Linked DNA regions of Sus scrofa: region 1 is linked to region 2. The links are chromatin contacts, called in public promoter capture Hi-C maps. All regions are on one chromosome and are shown on one strand. Each heading gives the region's core, a stretch centred on a gene start, on an enhancer-like site or on the middle of the called end of the contact. The rest is flanking DNA. Distances are from core to core; before and after follow the strand shown.

The links. Promoter capture Hi-C pulls out the DNA fragments that hold promoters and counts their contacts.
Region 1: a contact with region 2 is called in a promoter capture Hi-C map of fetal liver, with 3 times the contacts expected there. The contact joins the promoter of PIM3 here to the promoter of NCAPH2 in region 2. A contact is called at or near these places in 1 of 5 promoter capture datasets (fetal liver) and 1 of 2 datasets of contacts at active chromatin or transcription factors (alveolar macrophages).

What each region holds. Positions count from the first base shown.
Region 1 is chr5:679,188-683,642 of Sscrofa11.1, reverse strand. It overlaps PIM3 (serine/threonine-protein kinase pim-3), which reads left to right and starts at 2,953. Exons shown (of 6, transcript XM_021091349.1): 1 at 2,953-3,310; 2 at 3,400-3,509; 3 at 3,598-3,648; 4 at 3,733-4,102. The coding sequence starts at 3,226.
Region 2 is chr5:230,357-234,949 of Sscrofa11.1, reverse strand. NCAPH2 (non-SMC condensin II complex subunit H2) reads left to right here and starts at 1,459. Exons shown (of 20, transcript NM_001206363.1): 1 at 1,459-1,709; 2 at 4,471-4,572. The coding sequence starts at 1,602. It overlaps LMF2 (lipase maturation factor 2), which reads right to left and starts at 1,287. Exons shown (of 14, transcript NM_001206379.1): 1 at 1,194-1,287; 2 at 441-694; 3 at 266-294; 4 at 1-114. The coding sequence starts at 1,287.

The sequences.
Region 1 (4,455 bases), core at 1,704-4,203, 450 kb before region 2:
TGTGCGGCCCAGAGCTATTTTTAAGGCCCGCCGGATGGGCCTTCCAGGAACCAGGAAAAAACAGGCAGGGCTTGACATCCTGCAGTGCCGCGGATGTGGCGGGGGTGGGGGGGTGGTCAGACCTGCAGGGAAGTGCTGGCCTGGGGTCACTCCCCGAGGGCCATGCCCAGGGTGGATGGGCAAAAGGCCCTTGGGTCTCGGTTTTGGCTTTGGCTCCCTGTGCAAGGAGGGCAGGACTCCGCATCTGGAAGAACCCCTCAGAGCCTCCTCTGCCAGGCTGAGAAGCGGGGTGGGTCGTGTCACCTGCAGAGTGGGGGCAGGTGAGGTGGGCAGGGTCATCTTGGGTGCTGGAGGCCCCAGTGCCTGGGCAGACCTGAGCCTGGCAGCTGCACAGGCAGACCTTGGGCCAGACTGAGCCTGAAAGAGGCCCGCAGTACAGGACAGCCCCCGGCGGGGGATCCAGGTCCATTCTGACCCTTGGGGAGCTCACAGTCCATGCAGGACACACACACCCAGAGGCACACACAACAGCACACAGACACCACACAGGAGAGTCTAGAAGAGATGAATGCTGGAGTTTCCATCATGGCTCAGCTATTAACAAACCCGACTAGTATCCACGAGGACACGGGTTCGATCCCTGACCTCGCTCAGAGGGTTAAAGATCCAGCATTGCTGTGAACTATGGTGTAGGTCGCAGTCGCGGCTCAGACCTGGTGTTATGGCTGTGGTGTAGGCTGGCGGCCACAACTCTGATTCAATCCCTAGCCTGGGAATCTCCATGTGCCGCAGGGGCAGCCCTAAAAACACACACACCAAAAAACAAAAAAAAAAAAAAAAAAAAAGGAGATGAAGCCTGAGTCAAACTCCAGCTCCAGAAAGTGCCTGCCTCCTGCTCTGCCTTCCACCCCCAGACCAGTCAGGGAACCCCTCCCCACTCCCAGAGCCTTCCAAAGGCTTCCGCAGTCAGTTAGCCCACCTCCAGAATGGGGGGGGGGGGGGCTGGCTCCTTTTTGAAGGATGAGAAGTTGTTCTGAGTTTGGCGAGACTCGGGGTCTTCAGATCAAGGCTCCGGAGCTGGGAGATGTGCAGGGGGTGGCCCTCCTGCCGGGGATGCTGGCCTTCTAAGGCCAAGGAGCTGCTGGGCACACTGAGCAGGGCACCTGAGAACTGGCCTGGAGGTTCACACAGGGGACCTGGGGGCCCACAAGGGAGGCCACTGGGGACTTTAGTCCCTGTCGCCTGAGTTGCAACTGCCCTGAGAACCACATCTTGAGACCTAGACCCAGAATCCTCTAGCTCTCCCAGCCTCCCAGCCCCAGGACAGGCTGCAGGTCCAGGAGCCTGTAACAACTTGACCCAGGAGGAAGGCGCTGAGGACCACCATCGGGGCCTCCGGAACAACCCACAAGAAGACAGCAATCCCTGCATCCCACTGCCGCACTCTCAGATCCGAACCCCTGAGGAGCCCTGGTCCTGCCTTCATGGGTCCGTGTTGCGGGAGGGTGGTGTCAGAGCCTCAGTAAGATAGGAACCTAGGAGCTGTACCGGTGGAGGGTCCGCTCTTGGTTCTGGGACAGGGATGGGGGCAGTGAAGGGGTGTGACCTGGGGTGGGGAAAGCTGGGTGTGCTCAGGGAGCCTGCAGGCCGGCTGAGGCCCCTGAGGCAGGTGAGCACACGTGCTTGGGAGTCACACCTGAAGGCAATCTCAGATGGGCTCAGGGACATGGGACTGATGTGGTTGCCATGGTTAGACCCCAGCCTGGCCTGAGCCCTTGCGAGGCCAGAAGAGTCAGTTCTTTTGCTTCTTGGCTCCCTCAACCCCGAGCCCTTTCTGGATGGCTGTGGGAGGCAGTGGACCTCCTGGCCTCAGCCACTGGGGCTGGCAGACAGCTGTTCACACCTGGGCTGCTCAGGCCCCGGACCTTGGGCTGAGGTCGGCAACCCGCGAGGCTGGAGGAATCTGTACAGTACAGAAGGCAGAGGAAAGGCTCAGGTCCAGCCCAGGGCCATGAAGGCCTGCGACTGGCCAGGGCCGTGACAGTGGCTGTCAAGGTAGCCTCCCTGGTAGAGTCGGACATCGCCTGGGCCTGGACGGCAGTCAAGTGGGTGGAGAGCAGGGGATGGCGCTCCAGGAGGACACCAGGGGCAAAGGTTCTAGGGAGGGAGGAGTGGTCAGAGAAGGCCCTCGGGATGCGGCTCTGAGGTCAAGCCCGGGTAAGAATGGTGGGCTGGGGTCGACAGGGTGGAGAGGGTTCCCCAGGTGGGGTCGGCGCCCGCCGCGCCGGCCCATCCGCATGGCCGGGTGCGCGGATTGCCGGGCTGGCACGGGCATATCCCTGGGCGGCGGGGAGAGCCTCCCGCACCCAGCGGTTCCTTTGGTCCCCGCCGCCGAGTTCGCAGCTGAGCAGCCAGCGCCAGGTGGGTGCAGCGGGTGACCTTCCCGGTCCGGTCTGGGGCGGAGCCGACAAGGTTCGGTCCCGCCTCCGCGCCGCCATTGGCTGGGCCCCGTGCCCTTTGCGAACGCCGGCTCCTATTGGCTCCCGGGGCTCCGCCCCGCACTCGAGAGCCGCGGCCCGCGCGGGAGCTGCGCGTGCGCGCGTGCGCGCGCCACGTGTGTGAGAGCGCCCGCGCCACGGCCCGCACGGGAGCGCGCGCGCGTGTGTGCGTGCGTTAGAACGCGGAGGAGTAGTGACGCGCCACGCCGCGCCGTGCGCCTCCGCGGCTCCGCTCCCTCCAGCTAGTCCCAGCAGCTCGCCGCGACCCCTGCTTGCCAGCCCCCGCCCACCCGGGAAAGCGCGCCGGCCGCGTCTGGCCGTCGCCTTGGCAGCATCGCGAGTTCCAGGGGCAACCCCTGCCGCGCGGCCCCGCCGGAAGGGGGCGGGGTCCCCGCTCGCCCCGCCCTCCCGCGGAGGGATACGCGCCGCTGCGGCCCAAAACCCCGAGCGAGGCGGCTGGGGCGTGTGAACGGCTCGGCCTGCTGCGTGTTGTCGCGGTCCCCACGGGGCTCGGTCGGGCACTGAGCCGCGCGGACGGCCTCGCCCGAGCGGGCCCGCGCTCCGAGGCCGGCGCTTCGGCGCACCCATCCGCTGTCCGGATCCGGGCACAGCGCGGCCCGAGCAGGCCGTCCTCCCACGTCCGCCGCGGCGCGGGGAGCCGAGCCGAGCCGAGCGAGAGGAGGCGCGGAGGCCGGGGCTGGGGGCCCGCGCCCCGCCGCCGCCCGCGATGCTGCTCTCCAAGTTCGGCTCCCTGGCGCACCTGTGCGGACCAGGCGGCGTGGACCATCTCCCCGTGAAGATCCTGCAGCCAGGTAGGCGGGGCCCGGGGGTCTGGAGACGCACTGGGGTCGAGGGTCCCGGGTCCTGGGTCGTACCAACGCCGCCCGCTCGTTCTCCACAGCCAAGGCGGATAAGGAAAGCTTCGAGAAAGTGTACCAGGTGGGCGCCGTGCTGGGCAGCGGCGGCTTTGGCACCGTCTACGCGGGCAGCCGCATCGCCGACGGGCTCCCGGTGAGTCGGGCCTCCGGGCACCCGGGATTCTCGGCCCGCGCGTCTCGTTGCGTCCTCCCGGCCTGACCAACTGGTTCCCTACCCCCAGGTGGCCGTGAAGCACGTGGTGAAGGAGCGGGTGACCGAGTGGGGCAGCATCGTAAGTGCTGGCGGGGGTGCCGGGTGGAGCGGGGGCGCCGGACGCGGGCGCCGGGCGGAACCCGCTGACCGCCGTCTCCCTCAGGCCGGCGCGGCTGTGCCCCTGGAGGTGGTGTTGCTGCGCAAGGTGGGCGCGGCCGGCGGCGCGCGCGGGGTCATCCGCCTGCTGGACTGGTTCGAGCGGCCTGACGGCTTCCTGCTGGTACTCGAGCGACCTGAACCGGCGCAGGACCTTTTCGACTTCATCACGGAGCGCGGCGCGCTCGACGAGGCCCTGGCGCGCCGCTTCTTCGCGCAGGTGCTGGCCGCCGTGCGCCACTGCCACAGCTGCGGGGTCGTGCACCGCGACATCAAGGACGAGAACCTGCTGGTGGACCTGCGTTCGGGCGAGCTCAAGCTCATCGACTTCGGTTCGGGCGCGCTGCTCCGCGACACGGTCTACACCGACTTCGACGGTGAGCGCCCACCCCGCGTGGCGGGCCGAGCGGCTGGCGACTGTTGGGGCCGCGCGCGCGTGCCGCGCCGCGCCGGCTCCCTCGCGTGCGGGCCAGAGTGGGGCCTGGGGCCGTTGGGGGCGCGGGCGGAGCACTGGGCCGCCGCCGCGCAGAAATCCCCGCATTGCGGAGCCGGGTCCGCCGGGGCTCCCCGCCCCTCCCCCCGCGTCTCCTCGGCTCACATCTGTTTGTTGTGAAACCCGAGCCCGAGCCCATGTGACCGCCTCCCGCGCGGGGCCAGCTGGGGGGCGGGGCGCCGGGAGGCCACGCCCGCCGGGGTTTTTCCAGGGCGGAGAGCGGGCGCGGGGGCCGGG
Region 2 (4,593 bases), core at 210-2,709:
TCGTGGGGTGAGGCCCCTGCCAGCTTGCTCTGGGGCGCCTGCTTGCGGTGGGGGGGCTGCCTTAGAGGTGCCACCAGCACTGCCAGGAAGCCAGTCTCCAGGAGCAGGGAGTCCCTATGGGGAGAGAAAGCAGCACAAAGGGCCTTTTCCCCATTTGGGCTGCTCTCCTCAGGGGGTGCCCCCAGGAGAGACAAACACACCCCACCCCACCCCATCCCATCCCAGGCAGCCAGTCTGCTGCAGCCCCACACCCATAGTCACTCACCACTGGAAATAAAGAAACACCTGGCCCACCTGCAAGGAGAAGGGCTGTCAGGGAGCAGGGGTGTGTGTCTACAAGGCAGGCCAGGCAGGGGCGGGGTAGGGGGTGAAAGGGCCTGAAGTGAGTTTGGTGATAAGGTTCCCAGGAGTGCAAGGGGGCAGCAGGCAGCTCCACTTACCTGGCAGACAGACAGGTAGGCGGCCCAGAGCAGCAGGTAGGTTAGGAGATGGCGCAGCTGGCTTAGCAGCAGTGCTCCCAGGGCTAGCAGGGTGCCTAGCAGACTCAGCAGCTCTAGGCCCTGCGCCGTGTCCAGCCCAAGACGTGGTGCCTCCCACAGCAGCGTTGGGGTCTCCCACAGCTGCTGCCAACGTCCCTTTCCCTGCGGCCGCAGCGTTCTCCGTGCAGGTAGGATGCCCTCAGGGCCGTACAGGCCTGTGGGAGGGCACGTCAGGGCCAGGCCCTGGACTCTGTCCTTCAAGGCTGGATTCCCCACCAGTCCAGGGCTGCAGATCTGCCTCCCCAGGTCAAGGCCAGCAGACGCTCCAGAACCCCCCACCCAGGTCAGGCCCCAGAAGGCCTACCCGACACCCAAGTCAGGACCTTCCACGTGGCAGACCCTATTTCCCACTCCTCCAGGTCAGTGTCTTTTCCCTAACCTGCCCGCCTTGTATGTCCCCCTCAGCCCCGCCGACTCAGACCTCCGCCCTGCGTCCCAGGTCAGAACCCAGACTCCTACTGAAAACGGACCACTGCACGCCTTCCCACCACCCACACTCCCGCGGCCCGCAGGACACAAACAGCAGCACCCCACGTAGCAAGGCCTGGACCTCACTCCTGCCCCCAGATAACCAAGTGTCTGGTGGGTAGATGAGAGGTCAAAGGACGCAGGGGGGGTCCCGCCCAGGGGGGGTCCCGCCCTCGGTGCCCTCACCCGGGATCTGCGTGTAGAGGGAAGCGAAGGCGAACATGAAGATGGCAGCCACGCCCTGGAGAAAGAGATGCCGAGGGAGCCGGGAGCCCGCCATGTCCGCTACGCGGCGGGCTGGACTGGAGCCCAGGGGTCCTCCCCGCCCCGCCAGTGGCGGCTGCAAGCCCCGCCCCTTCCCGCCCCACGCAGACAAGGCCCCGCCCCCACGCAGGCCCCACTTCTGGCGCGCCTTCAGACACTTCCGGCGCTCTTCGGCCATGCTACGTCATAGATGTGCGCACGTTGCCGCGCCCCTACGTAGTTTCCTGGGCGGGAACAGCAAAATGGCGCCAGAACTAGTGGCGGGCTGAGCATACTGGCTACTTTTAAGCCGGCCCTGCCGTCCCGGGGCGGACCCGTCCCCTCCCAGACATGGAGGACGTGGAGGCGCGCTTCGCCCACCTCCTGCAGCCCATCCGCGACCTCACCAAGAACTGGGAGGTGGACGTGGCGGCCCAGCTGGGCGAATATCTGGAGGAGGTGAGAGCGCCCCCGGGGAGTGAAGCGGGGCTGGGGCTGCCGGGCTGCCCCGCCGCCTCCTGGTGCGTGTCCATCCGGCACTCTGACTGCACTTGCCCTCAAGCTCGTTTCTTTTTTCCCAGCCCCATCTCTGCTCCTCCAAATTATCCTTTATTTGATTAGCCTGGAGCTGTCATAATTGGTCGCTACCTATTAGTGAGCCTTGAAATTGATTTAGTGGGTGTTGACCAGCATTTTTCTCTAATAGAGTAGAATAGCATTTGTGTTCACGTTTGGGTGTGTGAGAGATCGCGATCCGCGATGTAAGAAGGATTTCTTATGTTAGATTTTCAAACCAAGTTTCGAGCTGCTGCTGTGTTCCATCTTGTCAGCATTTTATTTTTTTTCCCTATACTTGACCACTGTGTCTAGATCTCATCAAGGAGCTGTCCGCTCCATTTCTGCCCTTCACTTTCACTCCTCAGCCCACTTGGACGGAGCTTTTGTCTTGATCAATAAAGACCTCCCTCCTACCAAATCCAAGGGTCACCAGAAGTGTCATCTTATTCACCTCAGCAGCATTTGTTGGGTTGACCATATCCTCTTTTTTAGAAGCAGGTTTTGGTGTTCTGATTTTCTTCTGGTTTCATTGCTACTCTTTCTCTTATCCAGTCTCAGTGTTGAATGCCTCAGGGGGTGGCCTGAGTCATCTTTTTACACGTTTCTCCTAAACCATCTCATTTATTTCCATGATTTTAAGTATCACTTGTATGAGAACAGCTCCTCGGTGTATTTATTCTCCTATTCCTGCCCCAATTTGTATTTCCATCCCAATCTTTTATCCGAATCTGTTTTATGTATCCAGCTGCTCAGCTTGACATTCCAGTTAGATGTCACACAGGCTTCTCAGATTTAATGTATTTAAAGGGGAGCTCTTTATTTTTCTGCTCAAATTCCAGCCTTCTTGATCTCTCTAGTGTCCGTTGTGGACCTGTCCAATATGAATTCTGGCTAAGGTATCCCCGTGGTGTTGAAGAAGGAGGTTGTAACTTGAGTTTGGGCTTCGATGGGAGGTCTGGCCTGGAGTGTGCATTTGGGAGTCGTTAGAAGGTGAATGAAGTGCGAGGTGCTGGGGTGGGTGGGGCAGCCTAGACTTGGAGAGTTTTCGGGAAGGGCCACCTCTGGCTCAGCCTGGGTGACCTAGCCACCCTCTCCTTCATATTCCCTCCATACATATGCCCAGGATGCGCGGCACTTGCTCAGATTGTTGTGCTCCTGTGTACTCTCCCTCCGCAACTGACCTCACAGACTCCCTCTGTCCTTCAGGAAATAGCAGAAGTGGTGCCTTGGTAGCTCCTCTGAGATGCGACCCCTTCTTAGTGCTGTCCTAGCGCCTGATGTCTTGCCTCAGTCCCCAGCAATGCTGTGCCCTGGCCCTGTTGCAGAATACTAGCTTTCCTAACTCGCTGAATCCTGTGTCCGCTCACGGATGCCCTTCCAGTCACCTACCTGGGGAGCGTCAGTCTCCAGGCTTAGCTCTGACATACCACCATGTTCGTCATTTACTAAACACCAGTGTCAGACACCATGCTGAAGGATGGAATTAGCCTCATGTTGCTCGCAGTCCATTGGAGGAGGGACTGAGTGTGACAAGATTACCCTAACAGGGCGGCGGGGCCCAAGGCACGTCCCAGGGAGACTGCGGAAGCACTCATCCTGGGCACGCTGAGGGTGGGCATTCCCGGCAGATGAAAGCAAAGGCAGAGAGCTTGTAAATCATGTGTGGGCTTCAAAGTGCTGTTTCCCCGAGAGGAGCCAGGAGAGGCCTGGTTGTAGGAAGGATCCTGAATTAAATATGGAGTTAAAGTTTGGGGGAGTTTGGATGTCTTGGTGGAGATAGCTAGTGGGCTGCTGTCAACACAGTTCTGCAGCTTAGTAGAGAGCTGGCCTAGATGGGTTTGAGGACTGTTGGCATATAGCTGGTGGACACAGATTTAAGAGGTGACAGGAGCTGCGCTTGGGAGAGGCTGGGGGTTGGGGGTTGCAGAGGAAGGAGGAAGACGTACTTGAGTGTTTGCTGAGTTTTCTGCTCAAAGGATTGAGACCCCCCAGTGTTTTTCACTGTCTTCCCTACCCCTTCTCTTGGTGTGGGGGTTTTCCTGCCGTAGTCTGTCTGCACCAGCCCCGGCTAGGATGGCTGCAGTGTGAGTACCTCCATGGAGGAGCTGGCATGTCACCCTGGCTCTTGTGGGTGATACACTCTAGGAGCCTCCCTCTTCCAAAGCACTAGGTTGCAGAGGTTACAGGAAGTAGGGGAGGAGTTCCCATTGTGGCTCAGTGGGTTAGGAACCTGACATAACGTCCGAGAGGATGCGGGTTAAGGATCTGGTGTTGCCCCAAGCTTCAGTGTATTGCAGATGCAGCCTGGATCCCAGGTGGCTGTGGCTGTGGCTGTGGCTGGCAGCTGCAGCTCCAATTTGACCCCTAGGCTGGGAACTTCCATATGCTGCAGGTGCAGCCCTAAAGAGACCGGGGGGGGGGGGGAAAAAAAAAAAAGAGAGAGAGAGGGAGTAGGGCACAGAGACCTTTCTTTCTCCTCCAAAAAATGAACAACCAGTAGTGAGCCCCAAGAAGAGTCAGCGCTGTCAGTCTGAGAGGCTGCTCATGGTGACCTGGCACCTCGGAAGAAGGTGGGATGGAAGAAGGTGGGATGGCAGGCAGGCTGCCCAGGAGAAGTATGCATAGACTCAGCCTCCCGCTGACCTGCTGTTGTGTTTTGCAGCTGGACCAGATCTGCATTTCTTTTGACGAAGGCAAAACCACAATGAACTTCATCGAGGCAGCGCTGTTGATCCAGGGCTCCGCCTGTGTCTACAGCAAGAAGGTGGGCTCTGCCTGGCTGCTG